Regions from separate parts of the Mus musculus genome. Here all the other regions are linked to region 1. A link is a contact called in public HiCAR-type and HiChIP or PLAC-seq data. All regions are on one chromosome and are shown on one strand. The core of a region is the stretch at or near the end of the contact, and the rest is flanking DNA. Distances in the headings are between cores, read along the strand shown.

Evidence for each region. HiCAR-type assays count read pairs that join an accessible place to other places. HiChIP or PLAC-seq counts read pairs in DNA pulled down with a chosen protein or histone mark.
Region 2: a HiCAR-type map of astrocytes shows a contact between it and region 1, with 4 times the contacts expected there. The contact joins two enhancer-like sites. A contact is called at or near these places in 1 of 115 datasets of contacts at active chromatin or transcription factors (astrocytes) and 1 of 9 other capture datasets (embryonic stem cells).
Region 3: a contact with region 1 is called in an H3K27ac HiChIP or PLAC-seq map of VIP interneurons, with 10 times the contacts expected there. The contact joins two enhancer-like sites. A contact is called at or near these places in 2 of 115 datasets of contacts at active chromatin or transcription factors (VIP interneurons and embryonic stem cells).

What each region holds. Positions count from the first base shown.
Region 1 is chr1:72,926,953-72,931,885 of GRCm38.p6, reverse strand. No RefSeq gene overlaps it. Among named protein-coding and RNA genes, the nearest start is that of Gm51633, 7.4 kb to the left of the region's middle. Within about 2 kb of position 1,870, at least 25 of the 459 cell types and tissues checked have an H3K27ac peak or open chromatin away from gene starts, as enhancers often do. A contact at or near this core is called in VIP interneurons and astrocytes, where this site is marked.
Region 2 is chr1:73,640,847-73,645,779 of GRCm38.p6, reverse strand. All of the region lies in intron 7 of 6030407O03Rik (RIKEN cDNA 6030407O03 gene), which reads left to right. Among named protein-coding and RNA genes, the nearest start is that of C530043A13Rik, 110 kb to the right of the region's middle. Within about 2 kb of position 2,864, at least 31 of the 459 cell types and tissues checked have an H3K27ac peak or open chromatin away from gene starts, as enhancers often do. A contact at or near this core is called in astrocytes, where this site is marked.
Region 3 is chr1:73,498,088-73,503,020 of GRCm38.p6, reverse strand. No RefSeq gene overlaps it. Among named protein-coding and RNA genes, the nearest start is that of C530043A13Rik, 29 kb to the left of the region's middle. Within about 2 kb of position 2,165, at least 3 of the 459 cell types and tissues checked have an H3K27ac peak or open chromatin away from gene starts, as enhancers often do. A contact at or near this core is called in VIP interneurons, where this site is marked.

The DNA of each region.
Region 1 (4,933 bases), core at 621-3,120:
CTCACTGGATAACTGTGTTGAAAGCCATATTTGGGGCAGCAACAAGACTACAGGAGTTGTCTTGGGTCATTGGGCCAAGAGAAGGTCACCAAATGTGCCCACAGGACTGTATGTCATTGGTCTACTGGGCACAACACACCTTGAGGCTGCTGACAAAGACATGAGGGATGAGCTGGACACAGGACATTGAGAAGCCAAGAGAATGCCTCCAAGATGCTGGGTACCAGTGAGGCAGGAATAGAGCAAGAGGCTCAGAGTGTGCCTACACAGCTCCCCCAGGATGGTAGCAGCTGGAAAGGGAAGGGACAACTTTCTGATGGGCACCCCGGGCAGCCAAGACTTCATCTGAGGTCTAGCCAAGTCCATTCTCAAGCATCCCCCTGAAACATGAGCCAGCACTGTTTCTTAGCAGCTGGTTCCCACTGTGGCCCACTTTCTCTTCTCTTTTCTTGGAACTCTCCTCTCCTGTCCCACTCTCCCTCCCCCTCCACCCTTTATTTTGGAGACAGGGTCTCCCATAGCCTAGGCTGAACTCAAATTCAGTATGTAACTAAGGATAACCTTAAACCTCTGAGATTCTCCTGCCTCAAACCTCTTGAATGCTGCGATCACTGGTGTGCTCCACCATACCAGGCTCTCCTTGCCTTAAGCCATTGCCTTAGAGAGAGAGATTGAGGATCTAATGGGGAATGCCTAACCTTGGAGGCAATGTCCCTGCCCTCCTACACACGCTGTACCCTGGGTATTTGCATGTCAATACCCAGAATGCCCTGCTTGTCCAGGCTAGAGCCCTGGACATCACTTCCCATCATCTGGAGTTGGCAAGCTGGGTGTGCCTCCAGGACAATGTGTTTGCTCTCATGCCAGCTGAAATTGGAAAGGAGTCGCTTTGCTTACAGCCATGATCCCTTTGATGGAGTCCAGCTAGTTTGGGGTGAAAGCTGGCACAGGCAAAAAGAAAGCCAGATGTACTAAGCATCCACGTTGACAGTCATTTGACCAGCTCTCAAGGTTCCATTGTGCTCACAAGTCTACCTACCAACATTGTACATTCTTCTTTGGCCCAACCTATAAGGCTAAGAATATGAATGCTTCTTATCATTCATAACAGCAGGAGAACCTTCTCAAAACCCAGGCTAGGGTTTTCCTTTTTTTTCTTCTTCTTCTTCTTTCATAATTTGTGTGTACAGAAACATTCTAGCCTTTGTCCTGAAATCTTGGAGTTCCTCCATGATTGTTTGACAGTCCCAAAGAATGAGTTGAGGAAGCCAGCTACTCCAAGGCGTGGAGGAAGAAAGAATCTACTGTGAGTTAGAACTAAGCATCAGAGAGAAACACCCTTGGGCAGAACAATAGGAATAGTGATGTGTGTGTTTGGAAAAGGAGGATGATAAAAATATATAAGGAAGAAAGGGTAGGCAGAACCCCTGCTCCATGCTGAGCATCCTCCACAGACAGCTTCTTTTGTATAGAGTACATTAGACCTCCTATCCCTTTGTGAATGCTAGGAACTCTGTGTAACAAGTGCTTACCAACCCAATAAGACAGCCAATCAACCAAGCCTCCTGTGCTTGGAGCTGGGCTTCACACTGATAACTGGGAACACACAGATGAGCCATGTGTCTGCTTCAAGATGGTGGCCTGGTACACCCGCAGGGCCTCCAAACCCCTTTCCTGATACTGGGGTCAGGTTCCCTTGAGTTTTCCCCACTCTCTCAGAACAATAGTAGCTTTGGGCTCCAGGGTTGAGTGGCCTCTGGAGTCCTATTGGCTTACATTCAGAAGCAGTCTCTGCTCGCTCTTGGCTTAGGAGACCTTGGGCAAGAGCCTTTCAGCCTCTTCATCTGCAAAATAGCTAATATATAACTGCCCCTGTGGAACAGAGCTGAAGGCTGAGTTAGCACAGGGATTGTTCAGACAGCGCCTGATGCCTATCAAGTGCTCCGTAAACATTAGCTATCGTTGCCATTGCAACTGGCCACACATAGTTACCAAAGTTACTGCCAAGCCCAGGAACAGCAGCCAAGGGCTACAGACCTGAGCAAGAATAGATGGTTTTTGCAAATGGATCAAAAATCTGGCCTCCTTGCTCAGATCACTAAGCACATAAGTACAGGAAACCAGGCATTTAGAATATCTGTAGGCCAGGGAAGAGCCTGGCCATTGGAATGATTAGCCTGTAACAAGAACTCAGGTACGAGAAGGTATCTCCTACCCCTGAGTCCCAGCCACTACACTGTTGTGGCACTGAGGACAGGTGACAGAGCAGGAGTCACAGACAAATTTGGAGATAGTCCTCTGGCCCAGATCCAGAAAAGGCAGGGGTTCGTTCTATTATGAAGTAACTCTTAAGTCCTGAGAAGGAGGGTAGTAGCCATGTTGGCTGAGTTTCAACAACCTTGACACCACCTTCTTTAGGAGTCTGCCCACCTGCCCTCCCCTAACAGAATCCTCGGAGTGGAGTCAAAGGCAGGAGGACTTTAGCACTCTCTTCTTTGTTCCCTCAGATTAGATTAGAAGAAGAAGAGAGCAATTCACCAGTGTCTTCTGCAGTTATCCCATGTCCAACTCTGCAGCCACTGGGTTCCTGGTTTCTCAGGTGACTAGAAGGTTGATATCACCTGACTGTCCTTTACACAGTACCTTTGGATAGGTCCCCCACCCATAGGCACCACTCAGTCTCGTCACAGCTTAAATTAGAAGAGAGTAAGTGTGTAAATGTATATGTACCTATTCATATTTATGTACATGGGAAAGTCAGAGGTGCCCTGGAGATGTAGCTCAGTTGGTAGAGTGTTTGCCTAGTATATTATAGAAAGCCCTGGGTTTGATATCTAACTCTATATAACCAGACAAGATGATGCATACCTGTAATCCCAGCACTGGGGAGGTAGAGACGTGTGGATCAGAAGTTCCAAGTTACCCTAGGCTACATGACAAGTTTAAGGCTAACCTAAGATACAGAAGATGATGTATTGTTTTTCCAAAAAGAAAAAAAATCAGAGGCAAAGGAAATAAGTATGGAGCCAGAAGATCCACCAGGGATGCTCCATGCAAAAAGAAATGTATAATTCAAGTCTGGTAACCAGGAAAGACACCACCTGCCCTACTTCCAACGACCACACTAAGGCAAAGAATTTGGAATCTCTTATGAAACTGAGGGTAGGATGAGGGTGATTGCATCTTGGGATGTAGGTGATTGCATCTCAAGTGGAATTTTCTTGTGTTGCCTCCTGTTCTCATTACCCTACGATCCACACTTTCTCCAGGACAGTGCCACCTCTCCCTCATCTCACCCCACACACATTTCTCCATGTTATACACATTCTTTCTTTGGAGGCTTCTTCTAAGATGAAGCCAAATTCATGGACAGAATGTTGAAAACCTTCAATATGATTCATGGCCAGGAAGAGAAGACTGAAGTCACCTGGTTTGAGCTCCTTCAAGACCATGTCCAAATACAACACAGAAGGCAGTCTTTATGATCCAAATAAAATAAGAGCAATGAAAACTGAAGCTGTACAGACTCGTAAGTTAAATTATAAACGATGAAAGTTCCTGGATCTTTCTGTCTCGGGTAAATTATGGTCAGTTCTTCCTAGATGCCAAGAGATACAAATGTGACTCCTAACAAAAGCACTTAGTGTTTGACGATACTTAATGGATCTGTCCTTCAAGTCCCAATTTCCTCTGTAAAATAAACTCATAGATGATCCCATGTCCCAGAACCATACCATACTGTGTCTTGAACATCCACAGTCTCTCTACCTTGCTTCCTCTGGTCTGGGCATGTTCCAAGTAGGTTGCACTGAAGGAGTCGTAAAAAAATTTTTCTTTTCAGTCTTACCCTTCTTTAAGGCTTGGGAACTTATAAATTTAACTATTAGCTAGAGTTGGTTAGTGTATTGTTTCTGCCAAAACTCACCTTCTAGCTTTCTATTCTCTATAGTATGATGCCAAAATAGACCTTGGCTGTAACATGTGCAGAAGAGCATGTTGCCTAAATAAGGGAAAGGTGTTCTTGGGTGAGGCAGGTATTGCTTTGTTGAGAGAATGACTGCTGGAGAGGTGATCGTCAAAACTGTGAAGAAGGTCTCTGAGGAGAGAACTCTTCCAGCCTTAGACTGGAGGGCTCACACATCCTGCCATTCAGTACCTCTTCTACAGTCCATGAGACTGGGATGAACTTATAAGGACCAAGATGGAGAGAAGTCCACCCTTTCTCACTCTCCAGGCTCCATAAAGATATCAGCTACCAACGGCTGAATGGGAAAAAAGAAAGCATCCAGCCCTGTAGGACTTAGTGGGACAAGCCACTGCTTGCTTTGACACAATCTTGCTGTGGCCTTTAGAACCCAAAGACAAAGACGTGTTATGGAACCACAAATGTCAATGGGAGGGGGGGCAGGTAAGACATCTCTCTTGGGAGACAGATACCTATAGTGCTGAGAGAAGCATGGAGAATTCTTTTTCACAGTTTTAAAATAGTAATTAGAAGGATGGACCGGCGCCATCAGTAGTTGGTGCTCATCCTCTAAGTTTTGTGGAGAGCCCTTCCTGAGTCAGCTTCCAGTAACTGAGTTACCAGGGTCTTCCTTTACCCAGCTTCCCACGGGGAATTGTCCTCCTGACTATGGATAAGCAGATGGGCCCAGGGTTGTGGATGGGAAGACAAAGCAATAGAGAAGCATTATAGTAAGGACCCCCACTGAACAATGGGTACCACAATTTGGAAAGGTGTGGTGTTTTCCAAGCCCTGAGAGGTTGGCAAATGAGACATACCTGCTATAGGGGCAAGGACTTGACTCTTTAAACTAATTTCATAAAAGGTGTGGCATATTGCTATGTTTAGATGTGCTTTGGCTTCTAAAAGCTCACATGCTGGAAGCATGTGTCTGCTCTTTGCTGACACTTCACTATGAGGAGAGAAGCC
Region 2 (4,933 bases), core at 1,615-4,114, 710 kb before region 1:
TTAGGGCTATCCACCACTCATTTATAGCGTCACTACACAGTGTTACACAGCCTAGTGCAACTGTTCTCAACATGTGGGTTGTGACCCCTATGGCAAACCTCTATCTCCAAACATATTTATGTATAATTCATAACAGTAGCAAAATTACAGTAATGAAGTAGCAATAAAAATAATTTTATGGTTGGGGGTAGGGTCATCACAGCATGAGGGACTGCATTAAGGGATCAAAGCATTAGGAGGGTTGGGAACCATTGTTCTGGTGGTGTGTGTATGTGTGTATATGTGTCTGTCTGTCTGTCTGTTTGTCTGTCTGTCTGTCAGTCATACTGTGTGGAGTTCTGAAGAGGTTGAACATGATGGGCATATACAACCAGCTCTCCTAAGTTGTTTTATATTACTTCATACCATGCTACTAAGAAAGTGGAGCCTGCATGCTTGTTCCCAGTGAGATCTGGAAAGATCTGTTTGACCAGCTAAGGCTGAGTTTTGATGTAACCCACAATGCATGCCAACTCTTTCTCTTTCAGGTGGATCACGGAGGGGAGGGGGAGGCAGAGGGGGCCTTTGATGTCTATTTGCAGTTAGAGGAAAGGAAGTGATTGCTTTTTTTCAACTGCTTCCGTGGGTGCGGGGGAATATAGTGACATTGAAAACTCATGTATCCAAGGCCTTGGACCACATTATTTTATTTAATCCTCTAACACATTTAGAGGAAACTAACAGCCCTCTGTCTTTATAATTACAGGGAAGCAGACTGAGTTTAAGGAACTTGTCTAATACAAAAGAAAAAATTATGACCAGGAACCTGAAGTGACTTAGACTTGCTGGTGCTGTGAGTCGATGTGTTCTCTCTCTCTCTCTCTCTCTCTCTCTCTCTCTCTCTCTCTCAAATTACATCTATTTAGTGTGTACGTGTGTACATGTGTTCATGTGAACGTGCCATGGGGCATGTGTGGAAGTCAGAGGAGAACTAGCTGGAGTGGGTTTTCTTCCCTCCTAGTGATTGAGTTTAGGTTGTTTGGCTTGGTGATCTGCGCCTTAAGCCACTGTTTCACAATGCTTTGTCTTGTGTGCACTTTTCTACCCAGGCCACTTGCATCTTGCCTGCCATGGTCTCAGCAGGTCTAGCTGTTGCTGTGTCTTCAGACAGGATAGAGAACAGCTGGCGTCCTCTCCGAGTGGAGTAATCCCTCTGAGACTTGAACACTGTTGTTCATTTCCTTACCTTAGTGGGAGACATTTTTGCTGGACATTTTGGAAGGCCTAACCGGATGCAGCTTTTAATAAAATATCCGTAAGCTGGAGTTAAGCCACCAGATAGCTGATGACTGCTCTTGGACAGGAAGCATGCTCAGGACCATAAAACTCAAAGGTGGAAAGAAACCCTTCCAGCAGAGGGCTCGCTGGTGGGACAGCTGCTGTTTATCTTATTTTTAAAAATGTAGCATTTTATCCCACTAAGTGGTTACAACTCCTAGTTAGTGGTAAGACATCAGTAATGTTTATATTTATTCTCAGATGTTTAACTTAAACTCAAAGGGAAGTAGTTTAGGTATAAAAAAGGGGAACACACACACCCACACCACGTAGGAGGCATCCTCCTTTGCATCTGCACTCTCATACCTACGGAATGAAATCACTTTACAATGACTTATTGTGTCACAGGCATGTTTCTGTACCCTAAGCTACAGCAGTGTCAAAAAAGAAGTCATCAAAAATTATCCTCTTAAAATAAGTGTAAAACTTCCTCAAAGAAATTGTTGTGCCTCAAAATCCCTGGCCCCCTGAAAAACTTTTCGAGCAGGGTAGAAACATTGACAAGCTCTCTAAAAAAAGACAGAAGTATCAAAACGTGACAATGCAGTAAGCATTATAATCTTGAAGAGGACCAGAAGAGATTCTCATGGTGAGAGACACTTTAGGCAACTGCCAAGAAGAAGGGCAGAAGGAAACAGGAGGAGGGCAGACTGCCAGTGCTGCATTCAGAGAGGGGAGTAAGGAAAGACAAGGGGAGACAGAGTCAGAGGCCAGCAGGCTGGGGGCTCACTGATCAGGGAATGGATTTCGGGGTGAGGGAAGCACATGGAAGAAGAGTTCCTGGGGGTATTTGAGAGTCTTTGTGAGGGAGGGGATTTGGAGAAAGAGCATAAACGCTGAAGTGTGTGCCTGGATGAGCTGAGTTAAATAATCTGAGTTTGGATTTCGTCGGTCAATCTGGGGCAATGGGTTTCAGCGAGCTGCTTTGGCCTTTGAAGGGCTAAAGAACTGGAAGGTTGTTTGGAGAACACCAGACTTCCATAATGACAGTTATTTATTTATTTATTTATTTATTTATTTATTTATTTATTAATGCTCTATTCTTGGCGACATTCAGAGCATCCTGTCCAGAAGATAGTACTTCCACCTCCTACCTGTGGAAACTGCAGAGTTAAGGACTCTTGGCAAGGAATCTCTAGTAAGTAGTTAAATCACCATTCAAATCAAGGCTTGTCTGACTCCTAAATCATTCCTTGGTTTTTTTTTTTGTTTGTTTGTTTGTTTTCTTTTTTCTTTCTGCCTTCCTTGATATTTTTAAGACTGAAGCTCTCTGAGGAGGCTGGAAGAACTGAACTCTAAAATCCGAGGTAGACCAGTTAGAACCACAACACAAATGGAATATTTTAATCCTGCAGTCCACCCCCACTCCCACCCCGCTCCCCAGTGGAGATTTCACAGTGGTCAAGGTCAGGGATGGAATTGTCAGGGCTGAGTTAAGAGAGAGACAGGATACTTAATGTAATTCGTGACACATAATCGAGTAGCCTCCTTGCTTTGACATGCAAATGTCCAAAGCAGGACATCAAACAGGCTGGCCTCTCGGCCTCAGCATGCTATTCTGGGATGCTAAGAAAGCCAGCGTGTAGCTTATTAGACCTGAAAGAACAAGTGTGAATGCAGGCTCTCACTTGCCAGGGCTTGCTCAAAAGCCATGACCAACTTACAGCTTGCCTCCCCAGATTCCTTAGTAGGCCTTAGCACTGTAGCTCCGTGGCTCTCAGTCTAGTTCCTATACCGGTGACATAACAGAGGAGGGACACAGCAAGACCAACTCTAGGATAATCATCAGGGAGTTGGGCTCTGTAAGAGGGAAGCCATAAGGCTTTGTGACAGTAGGTCAGGCTCCCACGGGACACTCTTCATCCAGTGGGAAAAGTCTGAAGCTAAACTCAAGTCTTCTGGACTCAGTTAAAGATGGTTTACAGACTTTGCCTTCTAGAAAATAGCAAACCAGGTGTCTGCTCAAAGCTGAGAGGTCCTGTGAAGACACCTGGGTATTGGGACACTACCATAATTTTTACAGCAGAACCAATGCACTTAAAGCATTGTGGTGACTGGGATCCCAGAGCTCTGTAAACTGCAGAGTTGTGATTCCCAGAGGAGACTGTGAGGCAGATCTCAGCATCAGGCTGGTCATGTGCACCTGCTCAGTAAATGGAAAGAGAATGGTTTTCTGCAAAGTAGGGTCTTAATCGGAATTTGCAGAGGCTCTGGTATTCGTTCCTGTTCTATTCACAGCTCTCAGGAATAATTCACCCAATTTACTCTTTAGGTTACCAGCAAGTGGCTAGTGTTCCTTGAGGACTGGTTGTGTTCAGGGACACACACGGGAAGGCAGATGACATAAATAACAGCGGTGTGGCTTCTCAATACTGTTCTTCCAGGTGTTATTCTTGAATCTATTAGTTGTGTGACACATGGCCAAGCTTAACTCCCAGTATCTAACAGTCACCTCACATTGAATAAATGAGGAGAAAGAAAAGAAAAAGGAAAAACAAAACAAAACAAAAAAACCCAACCCAACAACCTAAGTCTCGGACAGGAAAAGTCACCTGTCTGTGGTGGACACAGACCTAGAACCTTCCTGACCCTACCTGACCCTAGACTGTCTGGTTGGGAAATCTACGGGAGGAAGATACAGCAAAGATACAGAGGGAGGGAAGACGCCTTGGAAATCCAAACATGCAAAGATCTTCTACCAAGCGCTAGTAGAAGTTTCCTGGAGAGAACCACGTGGAAGATATTCTGGGGACCAGCCTTTTGGTGTATCACCCGAGGCCTGTTTCTGTCCAACATTTCTAAGCTGTCTCAGATGGGTTGCGCACATCCCTTGGTCACATTAGAGTCTGCTTTGGACAGGTCAGGATATGAGAACATGAAGGGCTGGCCAGAGAATGAGCGATTTAGGTTATTTTCTGGGGAGTGGGGGCGGGGGAGGATGGAGGATACTAACTTTTAGACAACTTAACAGTTTTCTCTTTAAATAAAACTCAATGCTTGGGGCTTGAGTTTTATTTTAACCATGGCGTGTTTCGCAGGGCTCTCACAGCTGATGCATTAGCGGGGAATAACTTAGCAGGCACAGGACGAAGTTATGCAGCGTGGTGGGGGGAGAGCTTCTCTAGTTCCTTGTTTTCAGTCCCAGAAGAATTGAATCTTCTGTGTAGGCTGCCTGACATAGACCATGGCCTTGTCAGTGGCTCTGGAATTAACAAAAGGGTTTTTTATTTACCCAGGGCAGAGCTTTTCTTACCTCCCTTTCCGTCCACTAAACCAGCCATGCACAGCAGCACGTACTGAGACCTCAAAGAAATCCAGCCACTGACTTAAAAGAATCCACACTGAAGGGGGCTGGAGGAGTTTAATAAGCTTGGTCTCTCCTTTTCTTCTTCTAGGATTTTTTTTTTTTTTTAACAAAACTCTCCATGTGTTTGCCACAATAAAATGCTGAAGCTGGGGGTGGGGGTGGGATAGAGATGGCCTCCTTCACAGAGTTGGGAACAGTGAGGGGTGCTTTCGGAAGGTGTTGGGAAGTGTGGATTGGCTCACAGCCAAGGAGTGGACAATTCAGAACTGCTGAAGCTTTGCCTCGCTCACAGAAAACCCTTGGCAAAGC
Region 3 (4,933 bases), core at 916-3,415, 570 kb before region 1:
TATAATTTAGATATTAGTCCCCTATCTGATTTAGGATTGGTAAAGATCCTTTCCCAATAAGTTGGTGGCTTTTTTATCTTATCGACAGTGTCTTTTGCCTTATCGAAGCTTTGCAACTTTATGAGGTCCCATTTGTTAACACCAGTCAAAATGGCTAAGATCAAAAATTCATGTGACAGCAGATGCTGGAAAGGATGTGGAGAAAGAGGAACACTCCTCCATTGTTGGTGGGATTGCAAACTTGTACAACCACTCTGGAAATCAGTCTGGCGGTTCCTCAGAAAATTGGACATAGTACTACCGTAGGATCCAGCAATACTTCTCCTGAGCATATATCCAGAAGATGTTCCAACAGGTAATAAGAACACATGCTCCACTATGTTCATAGCAGCCTTATTTGTAATAGCCAGAAGCTGGAAAGAACCCAGATGTCCCTCAACAGAGGAACGGATACAGAAAATGTGGTACATTTACACAATGGAGTACTACTCAGCTATTAAAAAGAATGAATTTATGAAATTCCTAGGCAAATGGATGGATCTGGAGGGTATCATCCTGAGTGAGGTAACCCAATAACAAAAGAACTCATATGATATGCACTCACTGATAAGTGGATATTAGCCCAGAAACTTAGAATATCCAAGATATAACTTGCAAAACACATGAAACTCAAGAAGAACAAAAACCAAAGTGTGGACACTTTGCCCCTTCTTAGAATTGGGAACAAAACACCCATGGAAGAAGTTACAGAGACAAAGTTTGGAGCTGAGACAAAAGGATGGACCATATAGAGACTGCCCCACTGGGGATCCATCCCATAATCAGCCACCAAACGCAGGCACTATTGTATACGCCAGCGAGATTTTGCTGAAAGGACCCTGATATAGCTATCACTTGTGAGGCTATGCCAGTGCTTGGCAAACACAGAAGTGGATGCTCACAGTCAGCTATTGGATGGAACACAGGGCCCCCAATGGAGGAGCTAGAGAAAGTACCCAAGGAGCTGAAGGGGTCTGCAACCCTATAGGTGGAACTATATGAACTAATCAATATCCCCAGATCTCATGTCTCTAGAAGCATATGTAGTAGAAGATGGCCTAGTCAGCCATCATTGGGAAGAGAGGCCCCTTGGTCTTGCAAACTTTATATGCCCCAGTACAGGGGAACACCAAGGCCAAGAAGTGGGAGTGGGTGGGTAGGGGAGCAGGGGGGGGGGCGAGGGTATAGTGGACTTTTGGGATATTATTTGAAATGTAAATGAAGAAAATACCTAATAAAAAATTGGAAAGTAAAAAAAAAAAAGAATAAACTATGTTGAGAAAAAAATAATGTATTCTAAATAAAAATGTGGTCCCAAGTTGTTTTGTTAAGAATGTAAAGACCTGAAGTTTGTCTGACTATTTGATACTGAAATATTAGTCTTGGCCTCACACACTCCCTCTTGTGTTTGTGTGTGTGCATGAGAACATTAGTTCACATGCCACAGTGACCATGTCAGGGACATCTGTTGGAGTCAGATCTTTCTATTTTGTGCCATCAGCTCAACAATATCAAAGGCATCTTACGAGCCTTCTCTCTTCTTCTAGGTTCTAACTTGGAAGGAATGACTCCCATCAGTCTACTGCAGTAAGAAGGAACCTTTATTCATAAGGCAAATTTCTCTAGAATGAGAGTTGTGCACTGCTATAAATCATATAGATGTTAATATATTTGGATTTTTGTATTGATATCAAAATTTATACAGAAATGGGGAGAGAAATATAGATATACAATTTCTTCCCTATGGTTTTAAGAACATGTTCCTAAGGTTTTATGGATACGTGTAGATCCACATATTTTTTCCACATGATACAGATATACTGCAAAGACAGTTGCTCTATTCTGATAACTCCACTTAGATTGTTACACTGACTTCACATTTACCAGCTAGTAGGTGTGGGCCAGTTGCTTGACTCCTCCAAATTTTTGACCTTCTCATTTCTAGAATGCTGCCTGTTTCTCGGAACTTGGAGGAGTAAAGGAAGTAAGCACAGCTGTGCTTGAACCATCGGCCCATATGTGGGAGCAGTTATTTATTCTTAGAATCTAGATCAGTTCTGTCCAGAGAAGACTATTGTTTCCCATGCAGTTATCTCTGACTCATCCCTAACCCATCAGCATCAGAATAGCCTCTGACTGAGAAACGGTTGTTGGGTGGCAGTGAGTCTCTTTGGACTGCAGATTTTTAAGGTCTTCATTGCTTGGAACTAAACTGCAAGTCTTCTTGCTTAGGTTAATGAAAACATGGTGCCCAAAGTTGTTCAGTGGCCCACAGCAAGCCTGCAAGGCTTTGATCTTCTTTAGATTTTCCTGACAGGATTTAGGACCATCTCTGCATGGACGTCAATAGCTATTCATTAAGAAAAAGTGATGCCCACAGGGAATCTCATGGATGAAAGAGCTGTAGAAGGCTATCCCAGGCCCAACCCTCCTGGTACTTCTTTCACCATAGACTTGCTGGGGGAACAGTGGTAAGGAACAGGGGCATCTTTCAGCTTGTGGAAAAACCCGAGCAGGCTATCTGACTTAATATACACACAGAGAAGCACACACTCACACACACACACACACACACACACACACACAAATACACACACACACACACACACACACACACACACACAGAGAGAGAGAGAGAGAGAGAGAGAGAGAGACAGAGACAGAGACAGAGAGAGAGGGAGAGAGAGAGAGGGAGAGAGAGAGAAGCACACACACACAGAAGCACACACACACAGAAGCACACACACACAGAAGCACACACACACACACACACACACACACACACACACACACACACACACACACACACACACCATGGGTCGGGGGAGAGCATGTAGCTCAAATGTTTCTCTTTTAGGTAGCAATTTTCAACCCAGAGGCATCACATATTCCTTTAGACTGAAATTGCTGTTCCAACACTCTTCAAGCTTTTCTCTCCAAAAGACCAGGTGTTCTTTGAACTGGGAACCAAGCCCCACTACTTAGAAAGGAGCTGTGTGTTACTGTGATTATCATAGAAGGGGGTGGGGGGTGCCATCTGAACCAATGTTAACATTGTATTCACCAAAGAGACTTTGGAGGACTGAATAACTTAAAACATAAAGGGGAAAAGTCCATACTCTCAACAGCCTGGCATGGTTTTCTGCGTTAGGTAAAGGGATTCACAATCACTAAAGCTGTCTGAAGTAAAGGAAGAAGTGCTCTATTCTTTCATGTATTGAATTGGAAGTGGCAAACCACCTGAGCAGAAATTCAGAGAAGTCAGGGGACCTAAAAGTTCATTCCATAAAGAAGAACCCCGAAGAACCAAGAGAGCCACTAGTTCTCTCATGTCAAAAAATTCCTTCCAGGGCTGGAGTTATAATTCAGTGGTGGAGTGTTTGCCTGCCATATACAAAGTCCCGAGTTCAATGCCAACCACCAGAGGGAAATTTAAAAGGGAGCAGGCCCATGCCTGTAATTCAGGCAGGAAGATTGTCATGAGTTTGAAGCCAGTATGAGCTACATAGTGAGACTTTGTCTTAAAAATTAAAACTAAATAACAGTCCAATAAGAAGACAATCTGGCATACAACACAAAACCTCAGCTTTGGGATTAGGACCCAAACCAGGAATATCAACCAGCAGAGTAACTTCCTGCTAGTAACCTCTATTCTCCTGGTCCCTATTCTCTTGAAGTCATGAGAGGGTAGACCAGAATATTCCTAAGCTGCCTTTGCTGGGAGTTCATAGCCAGTCAGGAGATATTTTTCCATCTTGGGGATACACATAAGCACATGGCAGACCCCACAGTGAAGGAATACAACCTACAGGAATTATGGGGCTGTATGTTGTTCACTACATTCCTAGTTAAGAAAAGCTAATGCTTGGTGATTAACAAGGAGTTGTCCTGAAACCTTGTTCTTCAGTATTATTCACTGTGCTCACAGAAGCCCAGACTCCTGTACCAGTTACCACTTAGATATTGTTACCTTGACATGCTGTAACTTCTATGGAGCCTGACTCCTGCAGGCTAGGACAGTGTGGCTGCTTCTGACCATATTGTTTCCATAGTGACTACAACCTGGTGGACGGTACAGGAATCTATTTTCTCATAGATCCAGAAGGTAGACGTAGAATTATTAGCAGAATAGTTCCTCCCCAGGCCACAAGGGAAGACTCTATCATGCATGTTTGTCTTTAACTTGTAGATACCTCAGTGCTTTATGATTCTCTTTGACTCTCTTCCCTTTTTGCATATCCTACATATGAGCTCTACCCATAGTGAGTTTACCCGTCATATGAGAGAGCAAGGGCTATACCAGTAACCTCATTGAACCCGCTTACCTCTGTAAACACTGTTTTCAAATATGGTGATATTCTGAAGTACTAGGGGTGGGACTATCAGCATAGCGAATTTGGAGGTGTATAATTCAATCATACCTCTGGTTATACCACCACTTCACTGGGCTGTCCCCCTTCACAAGATGGGTAATTGGCAGTGTGTGCTGACAACAACTGTCCTCTCCTTTAGCTGCTTCCCTTTCATTTGGCTTCTTTATTCCCAGACTGTAAACTATTTGTTTTTTTTTTAATATAAATATCTCCTTGTATATTGTGGGTGGTATATTTATGTACGAGAGGAAGTGTGTATGTGAGAGAAAGTTTTTCTTGTGTTTCTCCTTTCTGAGCCCCTATTCATTGAAGTGCAGTGTTTGGTTTTTGAGTCCTCCTTTTGTCTCCAGTTTCTACAGAAATAATTAACCTCATACTCTTGTCTCAGGGTTTCCCTGAGGGCAACAGTCACACCACACCAAAGTTGTTGCTTAGTGTAAAGCTGGTCACATCTTGGAAACAATCCTAGCAAACCTTTATGTTGGGCTGGATCTAAACACCCTTCCTTGACAGCAGTTATC